Linked DNA regions of Gossypium arboreum: region 1 is linked to region 2. Evidence: chromatin contacts called from public Hi-C data. All regions are on one chromosome and are shown on one strand. The core of a region is the stretch at or near the end of the contact, and the rest is flanking DNA. Distances in the headings are between cores, read along the strand shown. Region 1 holds the start of LOC108476377 (amino acid transporter AVT6A-like). Region 2 holds the start of LOC108474683 (probable xyloglucan glycosyltransferase 12).

What was found. A called contact is a pair of places that touch in the nucleus more often than the background predicts.
Region 1: a Hi-C map of leaf shows a contact between it and region 2, with 3 times the contacts expected there. The contact joins the promoter of LOC108476377 here to the promoter of LOC108474683 in region 2. A contact is called at or near these places in 2 of 5 Hi-C or Micro-C datasets (both in leaf).

What each region holds. Positions count from the first base shown.
Region 1 is chr3:117,874,395-117,880,922 of ASM2569848v2, reverse strand. It overlaps LOC108476377 (amino acid transporter AVT6A-like), which reads left to right and starts at 1,842. Exons shown (of 6, transcript XM_017778584.2): 1 at 1,842-1,944; 2 at 2,425-3,189; 3 at 3,285-3,437; 4 at 3,515-3,718; 5 at 4,119-4,584; 6 at 4,734-5,280. The coding sequence starts at 2,766. The coding sequence ends at 4,767. LOC108476378 reads left to right here. Exons shown (of 3, transcript XM_017778585.2): 1 at 1-232; 2 at 300-386; 3 at 1,484-1,832. The coding sequence ends at 1,630.
Region 2 is chr3:117,664,585-117,671,367 of ASM2569848v2, reverse strand. It overlaps LOC108474683 (probable xyloglucan glycosyltransferase 12), which reads left to right and starts at 5,251. Exons shown (of 5, transcript XM_017776680.2): 1 at 5,251-6,512; 2 at 6,608-6,783. The coding sequence starts at 5,769. LOC128290112 (a long non-coding RNA gene) reads right to left here and starts at 2,832. Exons shown (of 3, transcript XR_008279755.1): 1 at 2,402-2,832; 2 at 1,319-1,442.

The DNA.
Region 1 (6,528 bases), core at 593-3,092, 210 kb before region 2:
CCTTATGCAATGGAAGCTCACTCGCGGCAAATGGAGGCCTCGTTTGTTAGACTTCGTTTCCTCTTTGGACGACTCTTCCGTCCAATCCGTTTCTCAAAAGGCTTTCCTCTCCCTTCCCGACATCTCCAAAGCCATCTCCGAGCTTACGGTTTTGAAAGGAGTCGGCGCCGCTACTGCCTCCGCTGTTCTCGCCGCCTACGCTCCTGAAACGGCGCCGTTTATGTCCGACGAGGTAACTGCCTCTCCAATCTTTCCTTTATTGGTTTTTTATTTGATATGACTTTTAATTTATATTCAAGGCTATGTTGGCTGCGGTTGGAAGCTCCAAAGATTATTCGTTAAAACAATACTTGTTATTTGTGGAAAAACTAAAAAGCAAATCTAAGGTTGGTGAGATTCCTTTCTATCCTATTAGAGTTATTATTGTTGTTCTTTTGGCATGATCCTTACCTGTATTTAGTCTTGATGATGATGATCAATGTTGTGCAATTAAAATATGCTAGTAACTTTCAAGTTAGTATAATGGCAGTTTAATAAGAAATATTTAAAAAATACTTAGCTTTTTGCAGATGGTATCGATTAGGCTTTGAACTAGTTAACTTTTACTATTTAAGATGTTGATCTTTTTTCTTGTGGAGCCTGTTGGAAGTTCAATTTTGTACATTTTAGGTGGAACTTAGTTTCCATTGACTAAATCTCTTTCATTTTCATGTTCTGAAGTTCGTTTCCATTTTCCTTTTGCTTATTTTGATTGAGCACACACTTTGCATGGTTCCCCAAAATGGTGTTTGCAGGGGAAATTACTTGACAATAACATAGTTTCGGGAGTCAGGACCACAAGTGTTCTTTCTTTCTTTTCCTGAACTCATTGTTTTCAGAGTTGATAGCTGGTCAAGGGTCGCTTTATATTGTTCTGAAGCTTCATTGTTGTCTCACTGAATTTGTAGCTTTCTGATGCCAGTCTTATTGTTTTGTTTCTATTGAATGTTTTATGTTGTTGATAGGTGATCCTTAATCCGTCTCTAGTTTTCCTTGTTTCTGATTCTTGGCTAATTGCGTTTTGACCGGGCAACGCTATCATATTCCTTAAGGAACAACAAGGCAACTCTAGTATTCTCTAATTGTTAATATCCACTGGAACCTTTGCCCATTGTATGTCTGTTTGAAGAACTTATTCAATCAGTGTAGAAGCCACTGAAGTTTTGGCTATACTGCTTATGACCTAAAATTAATAGCCTACCAGTGATAAAATTGATTAAGGAAAGATGTGAATTCTTGATGTTGACAAGTGATAAGCTTTTCACTTCGTCCTCAGTCTGTGCCCCTTCTACGTACCTTTGTTGGCTTTATTCATAGGCTAACAAAAATATTTTCTCATAATGTAATGCATGTTGTTATGGGGAAGGATCAATTAATCATTCATCTATGTGCCTGATCCAGGAAATACCTTTCCGAAAAGGATGATCTATGTTTCTTATTACAGGAACTAAGTTCAATGGGTGACTTCTTCAGACCTTCAGATGTAGAAAGGGCTTTGTGGAGTTCAGCTGTAGGCGTAAAGTTGCAGTCTTCACAGACAGCTCCGGACAAGAAGATCAAGGGAAGCAACAAAAGAAAGAGAAAACATTGAATTATCTATGTGCAAGATGATGGAAACTTTTGTGAGTTCTAACATGGCCAAGTATTAATCTTGTTTACTTGATACTAACACTTTATCAATGTGATGTTGTGCCTTGGTCATATATCTGGCATACATGCATGGAATGCAGCCTGAAATACCTTGTGTTGGATTTAACTGTTTTAGTATGGTTAACCCTCTGATATTAGTTAAATATTGACAGTAGCACAGTACCATGCTATGGCACCTTGCATGAAGTTACTTTGAGAAAATGTCAGAGACCCAAGTTATATGATGAAACCCTTGATCCATCTTTAACTTACGAGGTAATTTCAGTCCTTTTTTCCCCTACTTTATGGATGGTAATTTGCTTGTGGGTGGAATGGTAAAGTGCAGTGCAGGTGCTTTAGATTCAAACCACAGCGTTGTTGAAAGCTAGGTGAACGTACCACCCGGGTTTGGTACTTGAATTAACTAATTAAAGGGACCACGTTAGGCATTATTAACCCACCCACAAGCAAATTAGGGTTGGCCGAAGGACAATGGTCCATTTATGGACTCTTTAATGGTTAGCCTAGCTGTTGCAAACTGAAAGCTAAAAAAGGCTCTCAAATGGCAGAAAAAACATAATTTACACCAATGAAATTCTCGTTTTCTTGGTAAAACAAAATGTAATTTAATAATTGAACCAAAAAAAAAAAAAGAATGCAGTTTTACTATAACAGAAAGAAGTAACAGGAAGGTTTAATAAAATTTCCATTTTGAGCAACCAAAAGCTTGGTTTTTTTTTTTTTTTTTTCATGTAGGGAGATGAGGTCATTGGTTTATAGGTGTCAAGTCGCCATTCGCTTTCCTTGTACTTCCCGTAACCGTTGTGTTATTGGAGCCTTTCCCTTTCGATCTATAAAATTACACCAAAAAGAAAGGCCGTGACGGACGAAATCTTCAAAGCCCAAAGGACCCTCTCTCGCTGGCTGCGTTTCTATTTTCTGGAAACTTTCACGGTAGTTACACGTGTTCGCAATTTATCGTCGGGTCACTTCCCGCGTGAAGACCTTCCCGACTCGGGACTTGCTATCATCTTCAAAAACTTCCTAAGTCTCTTCTTCTTGAACGGCCTCATTCAACGGCTTTAACCACCAAAGTGATGAAAATGAATATTATGCCCTCCTTCTCAGACAGTAAACACCGACGGAGTCCCCGAGGAGAGGCTCTCCTCCCACAAAAGCAGGGCTACCGAGTACTCGAGACTCCCGAAGCCGGCTTTGATGGGGCTTCAACTTCAGGAGCCATTTTCAACCTCTCGACCACAGTTGTGGGAGCCGGTATCATGGCGCTCCCAGCCACCGTCAATCAGTTGGGCCTAATCCCGGGTCTATTCGCAATCATATTCGTCTCTATGCTAACGGGATCATCCATCGATAAGATACTTAGGTTCAGTCGAGCCTCCAAGTCGGCCACGTATTCAGGCGTTGCCGCTGACGCTTTCGGTGGGACCGGCCGTAACATCCTTCAGGTTTGCATCGTCATCAACAATTTGGGCATGCTTGTGGTTTACATGATCATCATAGGTAAGTTTGAAACCCTCCCCCAAAAGAAAAAAAAATTAAGCTTCGTGGAACGACTAATTGCCCTTCGATCACCTCTGAATTTGAATTGATTGCAGGTGATGTGTTGTCGGGGACATGGGAGGATGGGTTCCACCACAAGGGAGTTATGGAAGAATGGTTCGGTGAACACTGGTGGACAACGCGTTCGGCTTTGCTCATGTTCACCACGCTCTTCGTTTTCGCACCTTTCATTTCATTCAAACGCGTTGGTAACTAACTCACTCCTCAAAAATTCTAAATTGCTGCTATACTTTTATTGAATGCTTGTTGTTTTTCGTGATTTTAGATTCATTGAGATACACATCGGCATTGTCAGTTGGTTTCGTGATTGTATTTGTGGCAATAACAGCGGGAGTTACCATTGTTAAGTTGATGGAAGGGAAAATCGAAATGCCTCGTTTAATGCCGAAACTTGAAAACCAGGCATCGTTTTGGAAGCTTTTCACCACTGTTCCTGTTCTAGTCACTGCTTATATATGCCACCATAACGGTAAGTCATCAGAGATTGATTCCTTCTACACTTCTAAGTATTTATTATCATAATTTGGTTTTGTTTAGTTGTTGGTTCAAGTTGATTATCTTCCAATTTGTACCAAATTAGTTGCATCTTTGAGTTGATTGAATGCTTTAACGGTAAGAGATGCTTAATGTACCTGTTGATACCTAAAACTCTGCGAAGAACAAGTAATCCATTTATGGTTCAACATTACATAGAATTACAAATATGATGCGCTATTGTAACAAAAGTTTTCTCTGAAATAAGTGTTCCAACAACTCTCCTCCTTACATGGCAAATATTGTTAAAATTTTAATATATGCTTGTTTATATGACAATTGATCAACCCTTTTGTTTTTATCTTTTTCCTTTTGTCTTGGATACACCTGTGCAGTACTCCCAATAGCGAATGAACTGAGAGACCCTACACAGATGAAGTTAATTGTTAGGAAGTCCCTCATGTTTTGCTCTTCTCTCTACATTGCCACCAGCTTCTTCGGATTAGTTCTGTTTGGAGATCATATTTTGGATGATGTGCTTGCCAATTTTGATGGTGATCTTGGAATTCCGTATAGCTCGTTGCTCGATGACTTGATCAGAGTGAGCTACGGGCTTCACTTGATGCTTGTTTTCCCAATTGTGTTTTTCTCCCTTCGTCTCAACGTAGATGGTCTTTTATTTCCATATGCCATTCCTATTGCCTTTTCCGAAAAGAGGTTCTTCTCAATGACAGTAGCTCTTATGGGTTTTATCTTTATGGGAGCCAACTTTATTCCTAGCATCTGGGATGCCTTCCAGTTCACTGGTGCCACCGCCGCAGTTTGTGTTGGTTATATCTTTCCAGCTGCCATCACCCTTAGGTAAAGTAATAGATGTTTTGTTGAATTCAGTGTCAAATGAACTTTCATGCAACCCCTTGTTAGATGGTGTAGTACTATATATGTTTATAACAGAGTGCACCAGACATTAAAACTAGTATTGAAGATTAGCTACTGGGTTCTTTATGCAGGGACATGGAATTGCAACAAAGAAAGATAGACTAATATCATGGATGATGATATTTCTTGCCGTCTCAACAAGCACGGTGGCTGTGACAAGTGACATTTATGGCATTTTAACAGTTGACAAAGGAGTTATAACCTGATTCTATCGAGGTGTCCGTTTATATATATCCAGTGTTCCGGGTGCAGTGCACTGTTGGAAACCAGAGCTAATGGGCAAGGAGACGATCTGGGTTCTATTCATGCGGTTTACCCTCAAAGCTAACTTGACAAATAGGGGATATGTTTTATATGAGCTTGCTGGGAATAAAGTGAGTTTTCCAGCGTGTCATGAGGTTTGATATGACCTTTTCGATGAAATTCAAGGTGATTTAGCTGTTAGTTCTTGGTCCTTTAGGTGGGTAACAAATAGGAAAATTTTATTGATTGATTATTCATGATCTAAATTTAATTGAACGTGTTTCTCATTATGTAATCAAACTAAATTCTTACCGTTGCATGGGTTACTGTATTATTATTATTTTTTGAGAAGTTAAAGTTACAATTTGCTTAAAAGTAGATGTATTTTTCGTATATTTGGATTTTTATTCGAATTTATTCTTTACTTTTCAAAGTAAAAATTTAAGTCTATTTATTAACACTATTAAAAATTTTTGTTGAATTTACTGGCAAAGCATCTCGAAATTTAAAAAAAAAAAATTCGTTTGGTATCCATATAAAAAAAAAACATTATAATGGACATCAATTTAATAAAGAATTCTAATAGTGCTAATAGTTCTTAAAATTGATATCATCATTCTAATTAGAATAAATAATTTAGATTAGTTAATGACATTATAAAAGTTAAGATATCAAATTATGTCAAAATTAAAGTATATGGATTAAATCTCAAATTTGAGCAAAATATAGTAAATTGTCCATAGGCGGGCCACCCGGTCCATCTAGAAGATCTGCCTAAAAAGTAAGAGGGTTTAGGCAAAAATATAGGCCTGAAAAATAGGCTTGGACAAAAAAATAAGTCTCGTTTGAAAAACAAGTTAAGTCTCGGGTAAGATTTTTTGGCTTAAGCCTAGCCTGAATTTGTAAAAAAAAAAATTATGTTGTTTTATTGTCATTTTACTATTATATTGCTACATTTTGTTGTTATTATTTGAATATTGTATAACTTTTGATTTATTGTTAATTTTAATATTATTTTAGGAACATTCACTTGTTAAGTTGCATCTATTTTAGTGTTATTTAAGTATAAATTTTTTAATTTATTTTAATTTTTAGAAAATATTTATTTTAATTTTTAATCTATTTAATGTATTATATTTTTTAAAAAATTATATAAAAATAAAATAAAAATTTTAATACGGACAATCCGAATCAAACTTGAGCAAAATTTAAGACTATTTTAGGCGGAGCTCATTAATCAGATCTAAATTTTTGTTAAGGCCGATAGCGGCCATGAACAACTCTAAAATATAGAAATTAAAAAAAAAGAAAATTAATCATTGTTATAGGCAGAAGAATTAAAATTGAAATTGACCAATATGTTCGCAAAGGAAAAGACAATGGACAGGTGTCCAGGCACTTTTATATTTATTTATATAAGTACAGATTTTCATATTATTTGTTTGATTTTACACTTTAAGTCATATTCAGATATTATAACAATATTTTTGGTTTATAAAAATATTATAATTTTTGTGAAAAATTATTATTTGTAAAAATAAGAAATTATATTTATACTATTTTGAAAATTATAGTGCAAACCAAATGTTGATGTTGAAGTATAGTGCATTTTTTAAAATATGC
Region 2 (6,783 bases), core at 4,002-6,501:
ATGAGCCATGTAAGTCCATATTAGAAATATGGCTTTGGAGACAGGATTGAGCCATGTAAGTCCATATTATATATGGCATTGGAGATAGGAATAATTCATGTAAGTCCATGTCAAAGACATGGCATTGGCAGGATATTGAAAGACAGGAACGACCCTAGTATCCTTAGTATTCCGAGTGGTTCAACGGGTCAGGGTACGAGTTAAATTACAGTGAATTAACAGCAAAGGAAAAGTAGATTATATTTATGAAAAAGGAAAGGTCAGGTAAGAAAGAAGGTAAGGGAATAAAGAAGAAGATAGAAATTGAGAAGTAAAGAAATTTATGATGTTAGATGATATTATGCATAATTATCCATTATGTTGAATGTTGTGATTTATTTGCTTGTAAGCTTACTAAGCCTAGTGCTTAATCTCTTTATTTTCTTCTTCTTATAGTACTTATCTAGCCACTCGGGGATCGAAAGAAACGTCGGAGGCCGATTACACTATCAAAGAAATAATTCGGTATAATTAGACGTTTTGTTTTGGGTATGGCATGTATAGAAACTTAGCTACTTTTGGTATAATATAAACAATGAATGATGTGTAAATACTTGCTAGTGATTAGCTAATAAAATGGCCGATGATATACATGTTTATTAATATGTATGATTGAATGGTGATTGTCACATGAAAATTATGAAAAATGTGAAAGTAACCTAAAAATAGATTCAAGTAACAGAAATGACGTAACTTTGAAAAACCACTAAAAATTGTAGAAACATAGTTTGAAGATGAATAATATATGAAATTAAATCTTATTATGTCTATTTTCTTATGGGATAAGCAAAATAGGTAAAGGTATTATATTTTATGAGATATCTGAGTTTTAGTGAAACAGAGTCAGAGCTATTTCTGGATCCCCTATTTCAACTTTGGAAATTCACCATAAATTGTAAAAAACTAATTAGAAGGTGTGTTTTATATGGTTAGAATCCTTGTTGAGTCTAGTTTTAATAGAAACAAATAGCTTAGTCATATGAATTTTTTCAGGAAGAAACATGGTTCATAGTAAGAAGAGGTCAGTGCAGTCGAGTTTTGAAACAGGGAAACTTTAACTAATAAACTATACTAATTTTCCAAGTCAAAAATTCTAGAAAAAAAATTAGTAGATAGATATATGAGTCTAGTTTCAGGAAAAATTTACGGATCTTAATTTTGAGTTTTGAAACTTGAGAAAAGAATTTTTAAGAAACCATGATGCAGAAAAACAGTTTATTCTGAAAATTAAAATAAGTGGTTTAAAGTTGTTTAAAAGGTAAGATAAGTTTAGTAACACCTCAAGCTTGACTCCGGTGATGGTTTCGGGCGTGGGGGTGTTACATCCGGCCTTACTTTATTGACTGTGTCGCAAATAGGTCATTTTCTGCTCGTTTTTAACTTATAGCATCCCAATTGCATTCCTGACAAGATTAAAACATAAAATCACTAATTTGGCAGGGATCAATTCAAGAATTAACCGATTTAAACACAAAAATCATGCAAATTTAACATGTTATCAAATCCCCCTACTTAGCTCATGCTTGCCCTCAAACATATTGTACTTTTATACATTAGAAATTATTCAATAATTTATTAGAAATCAGACCTCTTTTCTCCATACATAATCAGTGCAAACAATATAGGCAAAAAATAAATAAGTGCTCAAAATACCTAGTTTGATCAACAAATGTCCATAAATTTGAAACATGTAAACTAAATTATTTCACTAAATGAAGTGTGTACCAAAATTTGGAAATCATATTTTTTTTCATTTTCAGTTCAATCTTAAATCCCAGTTTACACAGCTTTGCAAAACACACACACTCTCTCTCTTCAAAATTTCGAGATTATATAATTTAACCATCTTATCAAATTTTCCTCAAATTAGTCCCTAATTTTAGAATAATTAAACTTTCATATTCTGTTTTTAGAATTGTAAATTCTCAAACCATGTAAATTAGTTCTAAAACTCATGTTTTGAAATAAACCTTTCAATTTTCATATTTCATAATCATACAATTTGGTCCTTACTTCAATTTTTATCAAATAAATCACTTAACAAATTATTTTTCAATTTACTCATCTAAATAGTATTCAAAATAGATATTTACCACATTCGACATGGTAAATACACATTCCATCATTCAAAATAATTAATTTCAAATTAAACTATTCTTAGTAAAAACACCCTCACTTTCTTACTTTCAATTATTCACTTCAAATCATCCACCAAATTATTTGTAAAATCATTCACTTCATACATAAATATAATACTTCCATCACTTTGAACATAAAAGATAATTATATACACTTAATTATTACAGTTTCACATTAAATTGTATAATCAAATAAATATAACATAATAATTTGAAAAACTTACCTTAATTTCTCCACCTACCCATACTCTCTTCCACTTCCAACATCCATCTTCAAGTTTTTTTCCTCATCAAATATGAACTCCAACTAGCTTCACAAGAAACTTATCTTGCCATGGCGTTGTTCTCTTATTTTCACTAAAAATCTATGGAAGAATTTTTGAAGTTTGAGCTTAAAAGGGTTGAAAAAAGGTAGACAAGGACCTAAATGAAAGAAAACAAAAGTTTGGCTCAATATGAGAAACCAAGAAGAGAGGATGAACTGATGATGGATGATATCTTTTTTTTCTTTTTCTTTTTTTCTTTTCTACATCTTTCTACACAAATATTTTATTAACTTTGTATTTTAAATTAATAGTAATATTTAACTAAAAAAATCAAATTATCATCATGCCAAACATGTGAACCACATTGCATTTTAATTTCATCCAACTGCTAATGTACTCTCTTGGTAAAATTTCCCTTCAAGTCCTTCCTCTTTTTCCTATATATCTAATCCAATTATTTTTTATTTTCACACTTTTGCCCAACACTTCTCACACCTTTACAATTTGGTCAATACCTTAATTTAATTTCTCTAAATCCAAAAGTATTTTTAATTTCTTATAATCTCCAACTAGATTCTCCACTAATATTAAAAATTCTATTTTATTTAATTCAAAAATTCTAACACGAGTAAGATCCATGCTAAAACTGTTCTTATCTCTGGGTGTTGGGAATGTTACACTTAAATTTTTCTATTTTATTTAATTTAGTCCATACCATTATTTTCCAATTCCACCTATCAATATTTTTTTTTTCATGACACATTAGAAAATCATCTATTTATTTGTGACTCCACCTTTTCTTCTTTAGGTCTATTATCACTTTTAGTCCTCTAACTTTAACCAAATTCCAAATTGTTTTATTTTACTTACCCTTTTTTGTCAAACCAAATTTCAATACACTCAATCCATTTTCTTGATAAATTTACCATGTATGTTATTGGAACAATATCATTTGTTATATTGAAAATTTTGGGTATTACACAACCATAACTTAAGCTCTTAAGCTTAAAATAATATGAATCAAATTGTGTTTCGAAGCTAAGAACTAGTTCTGTCATTGGTCAACGGATATCCCGACCCAAGAAATGTCTAGTACCTATCCAAAAGTGCATCTTAAATTGACTGATTTTCTAGAGTTAAAAATTGGCATCTTCAATGAATTGAATTTAATAAATTTCTCATCATCCGTACATGTTGAATTGATCATTGGCACCCAATAAAAATTTTCAAGCATGTTTGCATCCAAAATTCTCAATTTTGAATTAAGATTTCCAAAAATCAAAAGCTTGATTTTTTTTAAGCTCAATCTTGTTTCTTTGAACTTTGAAGCTTATTAAATTTATTTGTCATGAACTCTAATATAATTAAGTTCATCTTTACTCGAATCTGTCTGGATCTTGTGCTATAGACAACTTTGACGAATTTTTCTATTTTTGTTATAATATGAATAATTGAAAATTAATATAAATGGTGATTGAAAAAGATATGCTAAGCACTCTCACAAGTTTAGGTTAAATAAATGCTCTTGGAAGCATGCTAAGCCAATATGAGGTGATTGGAAAAGAATATTTGAATTGGGATAAACACAAATCTCTCAAGTGAAGAACAAATTAAACATTTTGTTTAACACAGGTATTGGTTGAAAAAGAAGAATATAATTTAAGTCATAAGGCTTTAGAATGTTAATCCCTCATCTTCAAATGCAACCTTGAGTTTTTAAAATTATTTCATCTTAAATTTCACTATGAATATTTGTAATATTTGATTTTAATTATATTTATTGGAATATATTATTTATATTTGTGATTATAATATTTTTATATAATTATAAGTATCTAAATTTAATCTTGTTGAAAAATTTAAAATTATAGTTATTCTTGAAACATAAAAAATTTATCAAATTCAATAATATGCCTATAAATTCAAAATAATAATAATAAAAGAGGAGAAGCTAATAGGAAAAAAGAGAGCAAGCAAGCAGGCCCTGAAATTATGTCTTCACCTTATCCTTGCCACCATTTTCATTTTATTTTAGTGAGACTTTGAATCAGACAAAAAGAAGTAAGGATGTATCGAAAGTAGCACCGTAACACCGTCCGCGTCTTTCATTAATTTCTCATTGGATTTCCCCTTCTGACTTCTCGCTCCTTTCACTCCAATTTGTCGGTGCCTTAGGTCTGAGGATAGTTTTGACTCTTTTTATCCAAACCAATATATAGATTTAATTACTTTTCATCCTTCCTTGGCCACAAGTGAAACATGCATTTATAGCCTCTGATTTCCCTCATATCTATATCTAACGGTGGGTAAGGTGGGACGGATGCAAAATTTTAGATCAAACTAAAAATAGCTTAAATTTTAAATATTAGATTTGAGTTACACTCCACTAGTTCGTATTAATTTTAAATTTAAAAATATTAAAATAAATAATTTTCATAAATTAAAAATATATTAAAAATTTATACTTAAATAATACTAAGCTAATTGTAACTTAACGAAAAAATATTTATAAAATAAAAATAAAATTAACAATAAAATAAAATTATATAATATCAAAAAATAATAATAATATAATAACAATATAATAATAAAATTACAACAAAACAACAACAAAAAGTTTAGATTACTGTGGAACACGCGCTGAAATGGACCGTGAAACAAAAACCATAACCATAAGATATCCCAAATAGAAGATTCGAAATTCCAATGAAGGGTATTTTCCAATTTACTAGTTACTGCAGTAAAAATAGGAAACTTGTTCCTATCCTCAAAAACAAAATGGGATTTACCCATTATTCATTAACCCTTTCAATTCTCCTCCTCTCATACACAGAAGAAACAACAAACAATAAAATTTTACATCTCTTCGTTTTGACCGCACTGTAAAATTCATCCCATCAAATTTATTGTTTCTACAGTTTTTAGGCTTCATATTATTGTTGCATGTCGTTGCTGAGAGTTATAAAAATTTAAATCAGTAGGTGAAAAGGAAAAACAACTCCGAGAACAACAAAATCTGTCATCGTCGCAACAACACCAAGTTCTGTTTCTCTTTTCTCTGTAAAATTATGAACATAATCTCTGTATAAATCTGTCATTAGTAATGGCATCTCCTTTACCAAGCTGTAATTGAATGTGAAGAGCTTAGAAGCTCCTCTTTGAAAACCAAAGCTTTTTTTCTTTTTTAATTTCTTTTCTTGTTGGTATAAGTTTGGGTCGCCATTGCCATGATTTAGAGAGAGACCACGCTTGTTTATTTGCTTTCTTCTTCTTCCATTGTCATCTGATATTGCGTCTACATTTCGGAGTTTTAAAGAAGCAAACAATGGCGCCGTGGTGGGCGAAGGGCAGCCATAAAGGAACCTCGTTGGTTGTGAAAATGGAAAACCCCAACTGGTCCATGGTCGAGCTCGAAGCTCCATCGGAAGAAGATTTCCTCATCGGCAGCACCCCGACTGGTTCGCGAGAAAAAATACGTGGCAAAAACGCCAAGCAACTCACTTGGGTTCTCCTGTTAAAAGCGCACCGTGCTGCCGGCTGCTTAACCTCCATTACCTCCACATTCCTAAGTTTCGGCTCAACCATCCGTCGCCGAGTCGCCTCCGGAAGAACAGACGACAACGACATCGAAACCGACGAAAACAAAGCCGTTAAAACCGGTTTCTATAACTGCATCAAAGTGTTCCTTTGGCTATCATTATTATTATTCTGTTTCGAGATTGCTGCGTATTTCAAAGGCTGGCATTTTGGTGCCCCAAATCTTCAATTACAATATATTCTCTCGGTGCCGGTTGGTTTCAAAGATTTGTTCGATTGGTTATACACTCATTGGGTTTTGATTCGAGTGGCTTATCTGGCCCCTCCTCTTCAGTTCCTCGCCAATGTCTGCATTGTTCTCTTCCTTATCCAAAGCATGGATAGGTTAATTCTTTGTTTGGGTTGTTTTTGGATCCGATTAAAAAAGATCAAGCCAATCCCCAAGCACGAAGCTGTTGCAGATCTTGAATCTGGGGAAGACTCTTTCTTCCCTATGGTTCTCATTCAGATCCCTATGTGTAATGAAAAAGAGGTAAAAACTAGAAATCCAAAGATAAATTTTTTCTTTCATCATTTTAAAAGGAACCTTTTTTTTTTTAATGATGGTTTAAATATTTGTTTTTGCAGGTTTACCAACAATCCATAGCTGCAGTGTGCAGTTTGGACTGGCCAAAGTCGAGAATTTTGATTCAAGTTTTGGATGATTCCGATGATCCAATGACTCAGCTTCTTATTAAAGAGGAAGTGCATAAATGGCAACAAGAAGGTGCCCACATTGTGTATCGGCACCGTGTACTTAGAGA